Linked DNA regions of Sus scrofa: region 2 is linked to region 1. Evidence: chromatin contacts called from public HiChIP or PLAC-seq data. All regions are on one chromosome and are shown on one strand. Each heading gives the region's core, a stretch centred on a gene start, on an enhancer-like site or on the middle of the called end of the contact. The rest is flanking DNA. Distances are from core to core; before and after follow the strand shown. Region 1 holds the start of CNRIP1 (CB1 cannabinoid receptor-interacting protein 1). Region 2 holds the start of PNO1 (RNA-binding protein PNO1).

What was found. HiChIP or PLAC-seq counts read pairs in DNA pulled down with a chosen protein or histone mark.
Region 2: an H3K27ac HiChIP or PLAC-seq map of alveolar macrophages shows a contact between it and region 1. The contact joins the promoter of PNO1 here to the promoter of CNRIP1 in region 1. A contact is called at or near these places in 2 of 2 datasets of contacts at active chromatin or transcription factors (alveolar macrophages and skeletal muscle).

What each region holds. Positions count from the first base shown.
Region 1 is chr3:73,935,426-73,941,436 of Sscrofa11.1, reverse strand. CNRIP1 (CB1 cannabinoid receptor-interacting protein 1) reads right to left here and starts at 1,951. Exons shown (of 3, transcript XM_003481199.4): 1 at 1,368-1,951. The coding sequence starts at 1,546.
Region 2 is chr3:74,081,568-74,087,371 of Sscrofa11.1, reverse strand. It overlaps PNO1 (RNA-binding protein PNO1), which reads left to right and starts at 2,476. Exons shown (of 7, transcript XM_003125074.4): 1 at 2,476-2,801; 2 at 3,021-3,170. The coding sequence starts at 2,595. It overlaps WDR92 (WD repeat-containing protein 92), which reads right to left and starts at 2,239. Exons shown (of 8, transcript XM_005662502.3): 1 at 1,891-2,239. The coding sequence starts at 2,073.

The DNA.
Region 1 (6,011 bases), core at 702-3,201:
ATTCGTTCCTACTGCACCACAACAGGAACTCCCAGATGTACACTCAAGTTTAAGAACAACTGGGTTAGGGCATTGAAAAACCTCGATAAAATACAAGAAAAAATAGTTTTATCATTAACACAAATTTGTTTTTAGATTAGCTTAAGGGAGTTCCCTAGTGGCCCAGGGTTTAAAGATTCAGCATTTCTCATTGCTGTGGCTTGAGTTGGCCCAGGAACTTCTAAATGTCACAGGCATGGAAAAAACCACCTCTTCCCCCATCGCCCCCTGCCCCAGATTAGCTTGAAAAATAGAGAACTATCCTGTAGAAAATAGAGCAGATAATTCGGGAAGAGGGGGTTGCCAGGAAAGAAGGGAAAGGAAAAGTCTAGATAATATCCAGATGCACAGAACACTGGAAAATATGACGGTACTGGGCACATGGAGCTGTCATCATGTCGACAAGTAAATGGACCAGGAGCACCAGAACCAACCAGGTTGGTTGAATGAATGACTGAATGAAGTATTGAATGAATGACTACTGGCAGACATTTAAGCCATGAAAATATCTGCTGGGTCAAAGCCCTCTCCACCTCACTTTCCAAGTTCAGCAAATATTAGGTACAATATATAAAGGAATATTTATATATTTGTATATAAAAGATAAAGGACTTCACTTCCCCACAAGCTACCTACCGCACCCTCCCACACTGACTGTCCAGCCAGAGGTCTACTGGGGTGCGTCAGTGGCAGCAGAGAAGAGCTAATCCCCGCAACTAATTAAAAACGAAAAGAAAACCATCAGAGAACAGAGAACTCAGGAGAAAAACATCAGGCAAGGAAAACCGGGGAACTAGGCCTAGGCAGAGTAGACTGCCCTCAGTCTCGTTCTTTCAGCTCCAGGGTTCCAGTCTCACAAGAGGGTGCGGATGAGTGGGGAGCATCCCTCAGGCAGTCCCAAGAGTCACTCCACCCCCATCTTTACACTTCATTCCTCAGCCTTTCTCCCTCGCAGAACCCGGCAGTGAATCACCAGGATTGCGGTACCTGAACCCGGTGGCCAGCTTCTCCCCTCAGCCGCGCCCCCGCTACTTGGGGGTCCCCGCCGATGGCGGGACAGAAGGGGCCAAGAAAAGAAAAGAAAAAGCCCCCAACCCCGGCTTCCTGTTGCTGTTTTGAATAGCCCACCTGGCGCTGGGTGGGAAGAGAGAGGCATAAGGCAGAGGAGCAGGGGGCTGACCTCATTAACCCCCCTCCTCCCCTTGGGCCCGCGAGGCGCGGCGCTAGACAAGAGGTGCCCGGGAGAGGCTCCGGCTGTCCCGGGGGCCTCGGTCCACCCCGCGTACCCCTAGCCGGGCCAGTCAGCCGCGGCGAGCGCCCGCACTCACTCGACCTGCAGCGTGGTAGGCTTGATCTTCACTTCCACCTTGTAGGAGGAGCCGGTGAGCAGCTTGATGGTGCGGTTTTGGCCGAAGCGCTGCCCGTCTACCTTGTAGAAGACCGGGCCGTCGTTGGGCTGGATGCGCAGCGCGATGGAGAGGCGCACGAGGCCCGGCAGGTCCCCCATGGCTGGGCGCGGGCGGGCAGGCGCGGCGGCTCCGGGGGGCGGAGGACAGCGCGGGCTACGACCGGGCGGCTGGAGCGCGGTGGGCGGAGAGGAAGCGCGGGGAGGGAGAGGGAGGTGGTGGAGCGGAGGCTGCCGCTAGGAGTCCGTGCCGTCGCGGCGGTCAGCCGAGGCTTCCGAGGAGCAGCTCCGGAGGCTGCGGTCCCCCGCCCCCCTTGGAGAGAGGAAGCGCGCCCCAGGGACAGCACCGGAGGTCCCCAGCTTCCCCATCCCCCGCTTCCCGTGCCGCGCCCTCTGCGCACCAGCCGCTCGCTCCCTCCCGCAGGCCGCAGATCAGCGCGGCTGGGGGCGAGAGAGTTAATCCTGTTTACGCACCACAATCCCCTTCAGCAAGGGAAGAGGGCATTTAGGCTCCTCCTAGAGCCGCGGGGAGGGCGGGGAGTGGATTGGGAGGCAGGGGGTAGGTCCTGGGTTTAAGCGGCCTTACACCCAGAGCGGGACCTCCGAATCTGGACGCCGCCTCGGTCAGCTAAGGGCTGCGGACACCCTTGCTCTCGGATCGAGCCCCAGCCAGGCAGGAGGAGGCTGAGAGGCAAAGGGGAGACAGAAAGCTCGGCAACCGGGAAGCCGGGCAGGAAACCGTTAGCCAGTGATTTAATCTAAGACTTTCCAAAGCTTAGGGGAAATGGCTGAAGGAAGGGGCAGTTCCATCGAATGTAGACTGCAAACCGTACTGGATTAGGAATGTGCTCAAGAAAAAAAAAAAATAATAACACATATATATATTAAGATGCTTCATCTTCGTGTGTGTGTGTATTTCCATTATGGATATTCTCTCGAGTGACACCGTGTAATGAATCACATATATTTACACAGATCTTGTAGGAGCTATTAACCCTGTAAGAGGCAACTGGCATGGGTCTGTCTAAGGCATAGGTGGTGACAGTGGCCAAGGGGGGGCGGAACTGGTCAAAAGAGGATTGACAGGGCACCCGATGCGACACCGCAGAGCTTGGATTTGCAAATTAAGGGTGATTAAAAAGTCTTCATGGCAGAAATCAGTTGACACCTCGCGGTTTTAGAGGTAGGGGGAGACCAAGGGTGGTATGGTTCCCCTGGGAATGGCTTCAGATAGCGGAGAGTGAGCACCTGCTTCAGCACCACCTCGGTGGATAGTACCAGGGCCGGTGAGCACACCTGGGAAGTAGAGAACCAGGTTGGTGAGGACAAATGGGTAGGGATGGATCTATTTGGTGGTTTTTGCCTTTCTTGAGAAATAGCATCATCTCGAACGTGATTTGTTTCCTACATTCTACAAAAATAATCAGCTTTAACTCTCATTTCAGTTATTTGTAATTTTACCTACATTACTCTTTGAAGGGCACTAAATTCTGCAAGGCTGCAGAATTGTGTATGGTCATTTGCTTCTCTAACATTAGATAGATTTGCCCAACACATCATAGTTACTAACATTAAATTGTATTCCTAAAAATACTGATGTATATCATATTGAATACATATAAAATACTGAATATATATAAAATATTGTATATTATACATATATTGCTTACATATAATATATTTTAATTCCCTAAGATTTTGGGGCAGGAGCTTTATTTCTTCAGATCACCCAATAATGTCCACCATAATGTCTTATGCAAAGGAAGTCTTCAGGTTTCTGCTAATTTAATCAAGTTGTTTAGACTTCACTAGAAGGGAGGGAGTAAGGCTGGAGAAAATGACAAATGTTCCTGGTAGCAGAAGCAGTTTGTGCAGTGAGTAAGCCTAGAAGCTCTACAATCAGACAGGTTAAAATCCCCACCCTACCACTTTGCCAGTTGTGTAAACTTGGATAAGTTGCATAACCTTCGGAAATGGTTTTCTTATCTATAACATGGGTGGGTGGGGGATTGGATGTTATCTCTTTCATAGGGTTACTGTGAGGATCTAATGAGATGATGCATGTCCTAGTGCCTGACTCTAATATTAGCAATTATTATTAGGTGGAAATGCAAATGGTTAATAAGCACATGTAAGGATGCTCACCATCTCTAGTGGAAGAGCCAGAGAGGAATGCAAATTAAATCTGTATATAAAATTATTTGGCCTATCAGCATGGCAAAATTTTTAAGACTTAAAATTCAGTGATGGAGTTCCCTGCTGCCCTAGTGGTTAAGAACTCATCATTGTCATTGTTGTGGCTCAGGTTTGATCCCTGGCCTGGGAACTTGGAACTTCTGCATGCCTCTGGCCTGGCAAAAAAAAAAAAAAAAAAAAAAAAAAAAAAATCCAGTGTTGGTAAAGATGTAAGGAAATCAGTGTTGTTAGAAGTTATCTGATGAATTTATTAAAATTAAGTTAAATCATATATCTATATATTGAGACAGAAATCCTACTTTTAAGACACTATCCTTCAGAAGAAATAAAAGCATCATTACATTGTATATAATGGGATATATGTAATTGTAATATGGGTGTTACCACAGCATTGATAATGAAAATCAAAACCAAGCATAAATTAAATGTTAACCAATACAAAAAGATTGACAAAAATTCTCATATACTCATACCATAGAATTTAAGTCACTATTAAAATAGTAAGTTATATGCTATATTGGTAAACATGTATGTTTAAAACTGCTCATAGTGAAAGTGGGATGGCTACACTGTGGCAAAGCGTGGAAGCCTGAGGTCAGGCATTTTTGCCTGTGTCGTTCATTGCTGCAGACCAGTGTATGGCACACAATAAGTGCTCCATAAATATTTGTTGAATTGAATTTCTGTCCTTCTTGTAAACATGTTTTTATGTGGTTGTTCCCCAGGTCTTGGAAAGTAATTAGATCCATGTGATTTCTATGAAATAAATCTAAAGATAAAAAAATCTAATTACAAATAATATCTGTAGTATGATTGTATCTTAAAACATTAAAAAATTAAAACAAAATACATTTATATATGCTTTTTTAGGTCCCTGGTTTTTTTTGTTTGTTTGTTTTTTAGAGCCACACCAGTGACACATGGAAGCCATGGGCTAGGAGTCAAATCGGAGCTACAGATTCAGGCCCACGCTACAGCCACAGCGAAGGTGGGATTCAAGCCATGCCTTTGAACTACACCACAGCTCAGGGAACCACCAGATCCTTAACCCCCTGAATGAGGCCAGGGATCAAACCCACATCCTCATGGATGCTAGTCAGGTTTGTAGCCTCCTGAGTCACAATGGGAACTCCCTATATATGCTTTTATTAGCACTTTTAAAAGAATTAGAGAGTATACGGCAAACTTAATGATTACTCTGGTGGCTGGTGGGTGGAAATAAGATGATACTCTTTTGGAACAATCTATATGGGAAAAGAATCTGAAGAAGGATGGATGTGTGTATATATACAACTGAATCACTTTGTTGTACAGCCGGAACTGTCACAACATTGTAAACCAATTATATGTCAATAAAACATTAAAAAGTGAGAAAATAATAGTAAAAATAAAGTCTTTTTGGAAATTTAACTTCTTTTTCTCAACTTTTTGTTTGACAATCCCACAGTCTCTAGCTGACTGCCACTGGTGTATTCAAGAGCAGGTTGGACATGGAGTAAGGTGATCTCAGTTTGAATCCTCACCCAGCTACTAATTGGTTTCTTTATTCAAGGCAATTATGTCTTGGCATTTCATTATTATTTTCATTATTTGTAAAATTGGAATGAAGACACTCTCTTCCCAATGTTGTGAGAATTACATGAGAAAATGGAAGGCATTTGCAAAAATAAATTACTTTTCAAATATGAGGTGTTATAAGTGCTGGGCAACTTGCATTGGGAATAACATTTTCAGAAGATAAAATGCAACTGCAGCATCTTAAAATGGAATCAATAAATGTCAAAGCAAGTGAAAAATTTCTCATCATCCATAGAAATGTGCAAAGAATACGGACATGGAATCTGAAGGATGTGTTCGTATCCCAGTTCTGCTGATTACAAGCTGGCTACCCTTGAACAAACCAAGCTACTTGGCCTCTCAGAGCCCTAGTTTTTTCATTTGTTCAATGATAATGGTAACATAATACGATGTTCGTAGAATCAAGAGATTATATAAAACACACAAGACTGTAAGTCCCATGTAGACACTCCATTTCTTGTAGCTATTTTTGTTTATCTGAAAATACATTACTATACTTTCAAGACGTATAGCAATATTACCTCCAACTTACCTTAAACATTGTCTATCAACAGAGCAACTAAAATTACCATTCTTTCAGAAACTGGTAAATTAAGTCCAAGTAAATGGTGGGTTTGGCAGAGGACTTGGGCTAACAACAACAGTTCATGCTCACTGTCCCAGTCCCTGTGCTGAATTCATATTGTAAACTTCGAAACAATCAGCATTATGGCACTGGACATAGCTCTGTGTGAGACCAGGGATTGAACCTGCATCCTCACGTATATTATGTTGGGTCCTTAACCTGCTGAGC
Region 2 (5,804 bases), core at 1,227-3,726, 150 kb before region 1:
AGCCCTAAAAAGACGAAAAGACAAAAAAAAAAAAGTAAAATTATCACACACACACAAAAGAACAACCTGCTAGAATCCTCCAGAATCTTTAGAAGAGACAGCACTTTTTCTCTTTACAGAACAAGTGTCTTCCTGAAAGACAGACAAGTCATACGGCCTTATATAAAAATAAAAAGTCACAAGTCTGTAATGCTGTCTGGTTGAGCTTTGATTGGTATTTATTCCTAATACTTCACCTTTAAGTTTCTTTCTGCAATCCCAATGTCTCCTATTTGTTCAAACCTCTGGCCCAATCGATTAAGGACCAATAAACCAATATTTAAATGTCCCAAGTTATATCCTTTTACAGAATAAACTTACTCTTTCAACAAGTGATTTAGGAGTGGCTGCTCCTTAACATGCCATACTAAAGACAGACCCTGTCCTTACTCTCCAGGAGCTTACAATCTAATTAGAGATAAATGGGTCAGAATGATCTATTTCTGGCACAGTTAATAAGTACCGTTGGGAATGCGATGTAAAGAAAAGTTGCTTTTGCGTGGATCAGGAGTGGATGTCATTAACCAGGTAATCTGAACTGGATCTTAGAATAGCAGGCGACTGGAGACTAAGTGATGAGCCACACAAGGAAAAGTGGAAAAGAACATGTTTAGGAGAAGAGCGCCTGGCTAGAAAAGACAAACATAGCAAGAAAACTGGCGTTCCTAAAACATGTAAAGCTTAAATCTCATCTCTGCTATCCTATAAAAATTGTACTCATCCTTTGCCTACCATTTTAACCTCTAACTCTTCCATGTTGATTCTCTCCACAGCTTTGGACCCCTGGAATTACAGATTTCTCTGTCGTCTTTAACAATGCTAAACGTCTGAGTACGCTATATCATTTTTCCTTCATGCAACCCAAATCAAGGCATTTTAAAAACTGTAAACAGGTATAAACATGCTAGTTAATATTGTCATTCTCCAACTCCTTCACTAGAAATCTTTACAAAACTTGTAAATCTGACCTTGCCACACCCACTTAAATTAGCCCTTCATTGATGTCCCATTTTTTTCTTAGAAAAAAAGTATAAATTTTGTAAGTGACCTACAGATTTTGCAACGTCCCTGCTTACTACTCTTTTTGTTTCTAAAGGAGACACTCTCTCTCCCATCGCTGGGCTGTTTCCTCTGAAAATCTCCACTACTCCTAGTTGGGCCTTGTTAGCTTCTACTCAACTCAAATCTTTTTTCCTTTGTTTTTTTTTTTTTTCTTTAGATTTGTATTTATGTAGCGTTGGTTTGATTATTTAACTGATTCTCTCTCTTACTAGAAAATAAACTCCATGATATCCAGGACATTGTCATTTACATGCCTGGGAATACCAGGCAATCAACTGATACTTGCTGAAAGAATAGCTATGTTTGGTTGCTTCCTCCAATTACATAGCAGGCATCCTGGTGTCCACTTTGACCGTTTGTATGAAAAAGCATTTTACTAATTTGAACCTATTAACAGGCTCTGCACAAATAAGTGTGCCCTGCCCCAAAGGGCCCCAAATTTAAACACGAAGACGGAATGTCATCCCCAAGGACCTCTCGCTGGACTGGGAGGGTGGTTGGGGTGGCTGGAGGAAAGGACCGACAAGGCGCGAATGAACTAGCCCGCCAAGAATTCAGAACTAGAACCAAAGTATTGTACATCGCAAGTATTCCTCAATCTGCGTTCAAGCTTCGCTACTCCCACGCAACTAGAAAAGTGCTTTGGGGGGACGCTGGACATAGGATTTGGCAAAAAAAAAAAAAAAAAAAAAATGCAGACCACCCACACCACCCCTGCCCAAGATACACACTCGCCCCCCAAGAGCAGGCCCAGATCTTGGCACTGGGCAGTCTCGACCGGGTACCCACCTCCCGAAGCAGCTTTAGGTCCCCGTGCTGGATCTCGTACAGCTGAATGACGCCGGTGCCCCGCGCGAAGTTGCCCATGGTCACAAACTTGGCGCTGCAGGGCACCCACTTACAGTCGAATACCGTGTAGTTGAGGCTCTTCTGTATATGGGCGATGATCTGAGGCTTCTCAAAGGCCGACATGGTCCACCTGTTGGATTCCGCCTAGGCCACAGGCACACCCCCAACAAACCATGACAAAACGCTAACCTGGAAACCGGAAACCAAACGTTAAGAACAGTTGGTCCCTCCCGTTTGCCGTAAGCGCCCCTGTCGCCCTTGGAAATTGGGTTTAGATGTCTTTGATAATGCCGGATGAGCAACCGAAGACACAAGACTTTTTTCCCTCACCGACAACACAAGCTTGTTTGTAGCCTTTACTTAAAACCTTTAGTATATATTAGAGATAACTAAATGTTCTGGCTGCTAGTTGGCGTGGGCAGAGGGCGACCATAAGAATCAGGCATATTTTAGGACAGCCCTTTCCCCTCCCAATAAACACACACAAAATCTTGCTTCAGGTCCCTTGCGTGGACGTCTTAGGAAAGAGGGCGGAGCCCTGGGGCTGGTTGGTGGAGACTGGGGTCCTGCGAGACGCATCTGCGCGGTACAGCCCCGCACGTGTTCAAGCCGGAAGCTCCCGCTGGGGCTGGAGAGTCCTGAGGATGGAAACCCAGATGGAGGCTCAGAGCCCCTTAGCCGAGGACGGCTTCACCCAGGTCACCCGCAAGGGTAGCCGAAGGGCGAAGAAACGGCAGGCTGAGCAGCTGTCTGCGACGGAGGAAGGAGGGGGCGCGAGCCACATGGACACGGAAGAGGCTCGGCCGGCGAAGAGGCCCATCTTCCCTCCCCTCTCCGGGGACGGGTTCTTGGTACTGGCGGGCACTCACGAACAGGAACGGGGCAAAGCAGAGGCCTGGGGACCCTGTGGCTTTAGGGTGATGTAGAAGCTTTTTATGGCGTGAAGGTTTTAGAGAAGGACTCTCCTGATGTTTAATTCGTTCAGTTGAAGGATGCTCTTTGTGGATCAGCTGTCAGTTTACAACTCCGCCCATCCGACGACTCCTGAGTTGTGTTTTCTTTTATTGTAGAGTGGGAAAGAAGAAACTAGGAAAATTCCAGTTCCTGCTAACAGGTACACGCCGTTAAAAGAGAATTGGATGAAGATATTTACTCCTATTGTGGAGCATTTGGGACTTCAGATACGCTTTAACTTGAAATCGAGGAATGTAGAAATCAGGGTAAGGAGAATGTTAACCATTTTTAAATATACTGCGGTTTCTCTCACCTGTGGGTATGAAAAGGCATGAACCGACTTTCCTTAGAGGGGCTTATTTTGTTAAATGATTTTTTCCCAATTTTCTAATATTTTAGTATTTGAACCTCTCAAATGCTTTCAAAATCTACACTCAGCGCAGATATTAGTCCAATTCATGAGTTGGGCCTGAGATCATACCAAAATAGTAGCTATGTCTCTTTTTTTTTTGAAGGGCTGCACCTTGGCATTTGGAAGTTCTCAGGCAAGGGGTCGAATTGGAGCTGTAGCTGCCAGCCTACACCACAGCCACACCAATGCCAGATCCAAGGTAGTCCTGCGACCTGCACCACAGTTCACGGCAACACCAGATCCTTAATCCCCTGAGCAATGCCAGGGATTGCACCTACATCCTTGTGGATACTAGTCCAGGTCTGCATATTTTTAATAATCTGTGTTGATTAAGAAAAGGCTTAATAAAGAGCTTGTCATAAACAGAAGTATGTAAGTAATCAATGAAAGTACTTGCTATAGTATCATATTTTAGTGGTATTTTTTGAAAAAAAAAAAGTACCGATGATAAATTTAAGTTATACATACGTGTATTTATTCATTCATTCCTTCCTTCCATGATGTCAGGCTAGGAGTTAGGCAGTAGGGTTTCATTTTGTTTTATTTTGTTTTTTCTGAGTGCCAATTTTGTTTCAGAATCAGTGACCTAGGAATTCCCATCATGGTACAGTGGAAAAGAATCCTACTAGGAACCATGAGTTTGCAGGTTCAATCCCTGGCCTCACTCAGTGGGTTAAGGATCTGGCATTGCCGTGAGCCGTGGTGTAGGTCGAAGACGTGGCTTGGATTCTGCATTGCTGTGGCTGTGGTGTGGGCCGGCAGCTGTAGTTCTGATTTGACCCCTAGCCTGGGAACCTCCATATGCCGAGGGTGCGGCCCTAAAAAAAAAAGCAGAAAAAAAAAATCAATGACCAAAATTATTTGTCTTTTTAAGGATTCATCTTAAGACTCATTTCTGTTGAGGGACTAGAATAATAAAGCAGAGAGGCCCTGTTTTAAATAGTTGGTAAAGTATAAAAGTCAAAACTTGACAGAGGAATTCCTCTTGTTCCCATTGCCACTTTCATTCAGGTTTTATGGGTTTTTTGCCAAAATTCTTGTTTGCTTATGAATTTCCTTTCCTTCATTGCTTTAAACTGCTTTCCCCACTCCATCCTTTCTGCCAGAGCCAGATGAATTTTCCCAGACCACACACTGTTTTTAATGATATCTTGGTATCTTTTTGTTGTTTTTTTGGGGGGAAGGGTGGGAGTCTTTCTAGGACTGCACTTGCAGCATGTGGAAGTTCCCAAGCTAGGGGTCAAATCGGAGCGGTAGCTGCCGGCCTACACCACAGCCACAGCAACTTAGGATCCAAGCCACATCTGCAACCTATACCACAGCTCACGGCAACGCCAGATACCCAACCCACTGAGCAAAGCCAGGGATGAAATCCGAATCCTCATGGATCCTAGGTGAATTCATTACCACTGCACCACAATAGGAATTCCTTGATATCCTGTTATCTTTAATATCACTGAAAGATAAAAGTTAAGTTTTTGACTGAATTTGACTTCAAAGTAGGAGTCCCACTCCCAAGTTCTCCCACCATCTCCCTGAACATTTTTATGTCCAAATTTACCGGACGGATTGGCTCTCTGAAAAAGGCCCTTTCCTCCCTTCTCCCTTTTTCTTCCTACCTCATTTTTGTCATCTCTAAGAGTCTAACTCAAGTTTTCTCCTTTACAGTCTGCCAGTTTTTCAGCCCTGTCTTCAGGGCCTAAATGTGTGCTTAATCATCGTATGTGTTGCAGCACCATCGTTTGCGTTCCACTAACATTTGCTGATACTGCTCTATGCCAGACCCTTGGTGGCGCTTCATCATTTTGGTCTAGAGGACAGCCCTCTGAGCTAGATGATGTATCCCATCTACGGCTGTGAGGAAACTGGCCAAGGAGCGTCTGGCCAAAGTCCTCAATGCCTTGAGTAGGGACCACTCAGGGTCTTCCGTTCCAGCCTCCTAATTTTACAGAAGAGAAGACTTAAGACCTCAAGCATTCCTGGGGCTTGCCTGAGGTCACACATAGAATTGGGACTGGGGTCTAGTTTTTAACTGCGCCATTACACAACCCTGTGTGGTTTCAGATTTGTCAAATAGGTGGTCTCCTCAACTAGTTATGAGTCTGTGTGGGAAAGTAGGAATGATGGTTTTCGAATCAGATCTGTGTTCAAATCTTACTTTGTCACTTTTTGGCACTTCAGTTTCCTCAGATGAGAAATTACCGATCTCACTTAATATGTAAGTTGATATGAAGATGAGAGCTATAGGGTGTCAAGCACCTTTGTAGTGCACGTCTTTACAGGAGTGGGCATTTTAGTGAATAGTGTCTAGTTCTGTGATTTTTCAGGTAAACTCCTGGTAGGGCAGGATCCCTGCTTACCCCACTCCTAGAGTTGTTTTGGGAAACATCAGCACATGAATGATGATTGAAGTCAGGAGATGAAATCAGGATCCCAGGGAGACAGCGTCAAAGAAGAGAAGAGGACTGTCTTGGGTGTGGATGGGCCA